Linked DNA regions of Gossypium hirsutum: region 1 is linked to region 2. A link is a contact called in public Hi-C data. All regions are on one chromosome and are shown on one strand. The core of a region is the stretch at or near the end of the contact, and the rest is flanking DNA. Distances in the headings are between cores, read along the strand shown.

Region 1 (2,740 bases), core at 180-2,679, 170 kb before region 2:
TCAATTTCAAAAGCACCCAACACAGTTTAATCATCTATAACATGACAATTGGCAATAGGCAAAAAGCTTACCTTGGATGTCAAATTTTCATTTTCGGCAAATGTTACCCAAAATCTTTCAAACCAAGGTTTTTGTTTTGTTTTGTTTTATCATGAACAAATTAATAATTGTTTAGTTTACAATACTGACGTTACAATAAGGAAATTCTAGCATAAGTAAAACCCCATATAAAGTTCCTATTTCAAACCAATGCATTGAAAATCATGAGAGAACGAAACTGCCGAAAAGGGTATTCAATATAAATGCATAAGTATAAATAACATATTATACAATCTTTAAGTCTTAACTAATTTTAAATAATATCAAAGGATATTAAGTAGCAAAATCACTTTTTTTAACCACTAAATTTAGTCATTATATTCAAGAAAAAAGCATAGAATACAATAATTTTCAATTTCCTTCCTCAAATATCAAATTTTAATAGGAAAATGGTTGAGGTTACCTTAATAATCATAACTTAATGATCGCCTGATTCATAATCATATCAAAAGTTATCTTGCCAAGAAGAAGAGAGCATATCATGCATCCGATAGCGACTCTAGCATTATTTAATGTTAAAAATTTGCGATTGGTTTCCTCATTTATGGTTGACCAAGAATGGCCATCTAACCTTCCAAGCCAAGACAAATCTGGGTGTGTGTTTTTTTCTATACCATTAATCCTACCAAAAGCAAAGAAAGCGCATTCATTCGAATCTTATCCGATTCATGGTGTTAAAAAAAAACGAGGACAGGGTTGACGTACATACCCGAACCCGTGATCTCGATAGTAGGGTAAATTGGTCAACAAAGTCTCGTCGACGTCGAAGACCCAGGCGTCTTTGCCGTCGGATGCGATCTTGACGGTGGAAGCGTAAGCGAGGGAGTAATTAGCGACGACCTCGCAGTCGGAAGCGTAGCGTTGACCGGTCATATAATCTCTGACGAAGGGAACGCAGCGGGAGGGGATTGCGGCCCAACTTCCTGCGTTACTGGTCTCGACGGCTAACTGCCAGCTGGCACAGTAAAGGTCGTCATCAATGTCGGATCGAGGAACGATCGTTGCCGTTGTCGGGAGGCGGATATTGGGTTCAAAAGAAGTCGAAGATTCGAGAACGGAGGCGGTGAGGAGGAGTAGGAATAGGAAGGTTAGGGGCTGAGACGCCATTGGAAGTTGAATTCAATAATTGAGGAGGGAGAGTGTTTTTTTGTTCTTTTTTCTTACCTCTCCCAAGCAGTGGCTTATTGATTGTGACAAAAAGTTCCTATAATTTATTGTGAAAACTGTTGGTGCTCTTCACATTTTAACCATTCATTTTTGGGTTAATAGTTTCCACATGAGTTTGTCCAACATTCAATTTTTTTTAGACTTGACTGATATTTGAATTTGTATTCTCATCACCTAAATTTGTATCTATGTATTAATACCGTTAATTTATAATTTATACTCACATAGCACTCGAAAGAAGTTTAAAATATATATAAATTAATAAAAAAAATATTATTTTCACAATAAGAATGAACTTTGACAAAAATTTATACTCTTTTTTTATTAATTAATCTATTTTTAAAATTTCTTAATTGAATATTGAGAAATTGTTATATGTCACCCATTAGTGCCACATCAGTATAAACTAATGGTGTTAGTGCGAAAGTACCAACTTGAGCGGTGGAATATAAGCTCAAGTACCAACTAGGTACTACATATTAACCCTTTATTTTCCAATGATTGTTTAGAATTTGTATTTATGATAAGGTTAAAATACGCTATTAGTCCCTATACTTGCATAAAATTTAGAATTTAGTCCAAATACTTTAAAAGTTAAAAATTTAATCCTATACTTTTTCAATTTAAAAATCTTAATTGATAGTTTGTATTTATGTGATTATAGTTTAAGAAAAAGAGAATCTCATAGATAGGCTTCTAAAAAAAGATAGGTTATTAAAATCAAGCGTAGAATTAGTACCAATTTGGTAAGAATAAATCTCAATTTAATTTTAATTCCAAAAAAATAATAATATATTCGTTTCATAAATTATGATAACCAAATTAAATATCTCAATTTATCTAATATTTTAAGAGTTGGAACCCATTTTATAATATGAATTGAATTATTTTTTACCCAAACGTCTCCCATTTCATTCTACTTTCCCAATTGCTCACACAATAAATACTTTTTTCTTGCTTATTTTCTTTTATGTAAAAAAAAAAAAACTTTATAATTACCTTTCAATTATCATTTTCCAAAATAAATATAATTAATTAATATATAAACAATTGAGATGAGCTCCAGTTATATCCAAAAAATTCTATTCAAGATTTGACTTGAATAAAAAATAAAATCTCATTTTTTAAGTTTTATCTTTTGTCTAAATTTTCTTATATTTTAGGCAGCCCCTACTTTTAACGCTTTATAAACAACTTGTACTAAATTGCTTTTAGATTTTCCAATTGCAGGATGCCCATCCACGAGAAGCTTTGTCAGACACTCGAGTTAGGTCAAAAAAATTCTACTCAAGGCTGGGCTCAAATAGAACTCAAAATTTTGTTTGATCTCATTTTTCGAGCTTTGTACTTTTGTATAAACCTTCCCGTATTTTGGCTAGTATCTCCTCTTAATGATTTATAAATGACTTGTCCTAGATTGCTTTTAAATCTTCCAGTTCCACTGGAAACCCTATCAACAACACTGCATCTTTTA
Region 2 (2,852 bases), core at 27-2,526:
TGCCTTGCCATATCCTTAGACATCAACCCTGATGGCAGATCATGGATTTGAACCAAAAATTTGTAAAGACTAACGACACCTCCATCGGATCTTCCCCTTTCTGCAATATATGAAAGACTAACAAATGACCATTAAAAGTCCAAGGACTTCCCTCCAAGAATCTATCAAAATAGATTTCATAATAAAGCCGAAGCCGAAACAAGAATCAAAGCTGAAACAAGAATCACTTATCTCCCAGATCTAATAACATCACCCCTCCATATGGATGCCATAGATTGGCTAAAGTCGATTTCATTGTTTGGAACTGAATAACGTTGGCAGTCAAAAAATTGCTAACTACGTAGAGATCGTCCACCTCCTCACTCTCCTCCCCTCCCAAATCGTCTTGCCATCCTTTCTCCTCTCCCCCTTCTAGCGAGAGCGCCGCCATCCCCCTCTCCATCCCAATGTTATCACCATCGCTCCCCATCTCAGCAGCCACACACATGCAAACCACCAACAACCGAAACCACTCAATAACCAAGTAGGACTCAAAGATATGTCAATAGAGCAAACTTAGAAACGTGTCAGTAGAATAAACCCTCTAAAGAAATTTTTTATCTCAATTTTACAAAACCTGGAGCTCAACCTTTTTTATTTAATTACTATATTCCATAATTTAATGTAAACAAATATTCAACCTGATACAAAGCGAAAGAATCTTACTAATTTATAATTATATTTAAGTACAGCAAGCAAGAGGCGCTACCAAAGACAAATAGCCATTTTAAATACTTCAATAAAAACTTTTGCATGCCCAGCTAATCTAACCACCCAAATTCATCAGTTTGGCAAATAATATAAGGATGTATTTTTAATATACCCAACATTAGTATTGAATATAAGAGGTCATTTGTAAGATTTTTTTTATCACTCACCATCAATATATAAATTTATAGACTACCAATAAATTAAATATTAACACATACTCTAATGATACAAATAAGTTAGGTAATCATCAAACAGGATAGAAAGATTTTGATAAAAAAAAATTAGATTCCAATCCCATTATCTCTTCATACACAAAACATGGACAAGGAGAGACCACTCACGGGCATTACAACACAAACAGCGATAAAGAAAGAGCTGATAGAGAAATAGTTTTCATTTAAGACAAGGAAAAATATGTTTTCATTATATGCCAAAAAAAGTGCAACCTGGTCCTCTCTTGTGGCCTAGATTGTTTGCTTTTTTTCCCCCATATATCCCTTCTCTCTTCTTGACTCTTGACATGTTTGTCTACCCGTGACCTCTACCTTTCTTTCATTCTCTTTTCTCTATTTCAACAACAATATTTTATATTATATACCTTTTTCCAACTAACGATAAAGTACCAACTAAGCTGTATATAAACCATGAGAGAAACTCGCCACTCTCATCACTCAACCTCTAATATTACATTCCCCTTTTGCTCTCTCATTCTCCTTTTATTCCTAAAACCATGTCAAAGTTTCAACGTTTTCTGTACATTACCTTCATTTTCTTTCTATTGAATTCAGGCCATGCATTGTGTCATACCAAAGGAATCAGATTCAGAAGCTCTAAAGGGAAGCACAGCCATAGGCAATCAACTATGACGGGAACCCATGGCTCCGAGCAGCAATTCATGCAGTGGGTCAAATTTGTTGGTAGCCTTAATCACTCAGTTTTCAAGACAGCAAAGAACAAGCTTTTCCCTTCTTATACTCTCACTGTGGACAAGAATCCGGCCAAAGGAGACTTCACCACTATCCAGGATGCCATTGATTCTCTTCCTTTAGTAAATCTTGTGAGAGTGGTCATCAAGGTCCATGCAGGGGTTTACACGTGAGTACCTTGTGGCTTTCCTTCATTTGTAGTTTTACTCTGTCCTTATGCTCTTCTGCACATATATATAGATTCTAGAGTTTGTCTACATTCACTTGTATGCTAATTCTTGTTCAGTGTGAGACCGTCATACAGACACAAGAATGTAATTTCCAATTTTGTCTTTATCTACCTGATCAAAATGCCTTCTGATATGGTTTTTGACCAAAGAGTCTAATTCAAACCAATCTTGTCTTTCAAACTATCTTTAAGAAATTAACAAATATTTACCTATATTTGATTTGATTGCAGAGAGAAGGTTAACATTCCACCATTTAAATCTTTCATAACCATTGAAGGATCAGGAGCAGATGAAACAATTGTCCAATGGGGAGACACAGCTCAAACACCTGGACCAAGAGGACAACCTTTGGGAACCTATGCTTCTGCAACTTTTGCTGTGAATTCCCCTTATTTTATAGCCAAAAACATAACATTCAAGGTAACTTAATTAATCAGCCTTCTTAACTATTCTACAATGTAATTATTTTCTTATTTGCAAAATCAAATACTGGTGCAGAACACTACACCAGTGCCACCACCAGGAGCAGTAGGGAAACAAGCAGTAGCATTTAGGATATCTGCAGATACAGCTACTTTCTTGGGCTGTAAATTCCTGGGAGCACAAGACACCCTCTATGATCACTTGGGCAGACATTACTATAAAGATTGTTACATTGAAGGTTCAGTGGATTTCATCTTTGGCAATGGTCTCTCCCTCTTTGAGGTTAGTTACTTAATTCCCGACCTGTATATAAGTACATATTATACAAAAAAAAAAAAAGATATGTTGATTAGTGAGATGTGTTTATTTCAGGGGTGTCACGTGCGTGCAATAGCGACGTTAATAGGGGCCGTAACAGCACAAGGAAGAGGGAGTATGTTAGACGACACGGGGTTCTCTTTTGTGAACTGTAAGGTCACGGGGTCGGGGGCACTGTACCTAGGGAGGGCATGGGGTCCTTTTT

Evidence for each region. A called contact is a pair of places that touch in the nucleus more often than the background predicts.
Region 1: a Hi-C map of leaf shows a contact between it and region 2, with 2.8 times the contacts expected there. The contact joins the promoter of LOC107901158 here to the promoter of LOC107901164 in region 2. A contact is called at or near these places in 5 of 34 Hi-C or Micro-C datasets (fibers, hypocotyl and leaf).

The regions. Positions count from the first base shown.
Region 1 is chrD06:12,444,844-12,447,583 of Gossypium_hirsutum_v2.1, reverse strand. It overlaps LOC107901158 (acid phosphatase 1), which reads right to left and starts at 1,429. Exons shown (of 3, transcript XM_016827051.2): 1 at 809-1,429. The coding sequence starts at 1,206.
Region 2 is chrD06:12,271,954-12,274,805 of Gossypium_hirsutum_v2.1, reverse strand. It overlaps LOC107901164 (probable pectinesterase 53), which reads left to right and starts at 1,276. Exons shown (of 5, transcript XM_041095692.1): 1 at 1,276-1,845; 2 at 2,137-2,326; 3 at 2,405-2,611; 4 at 2,702-2,852. The coding sequence starts at 1,481.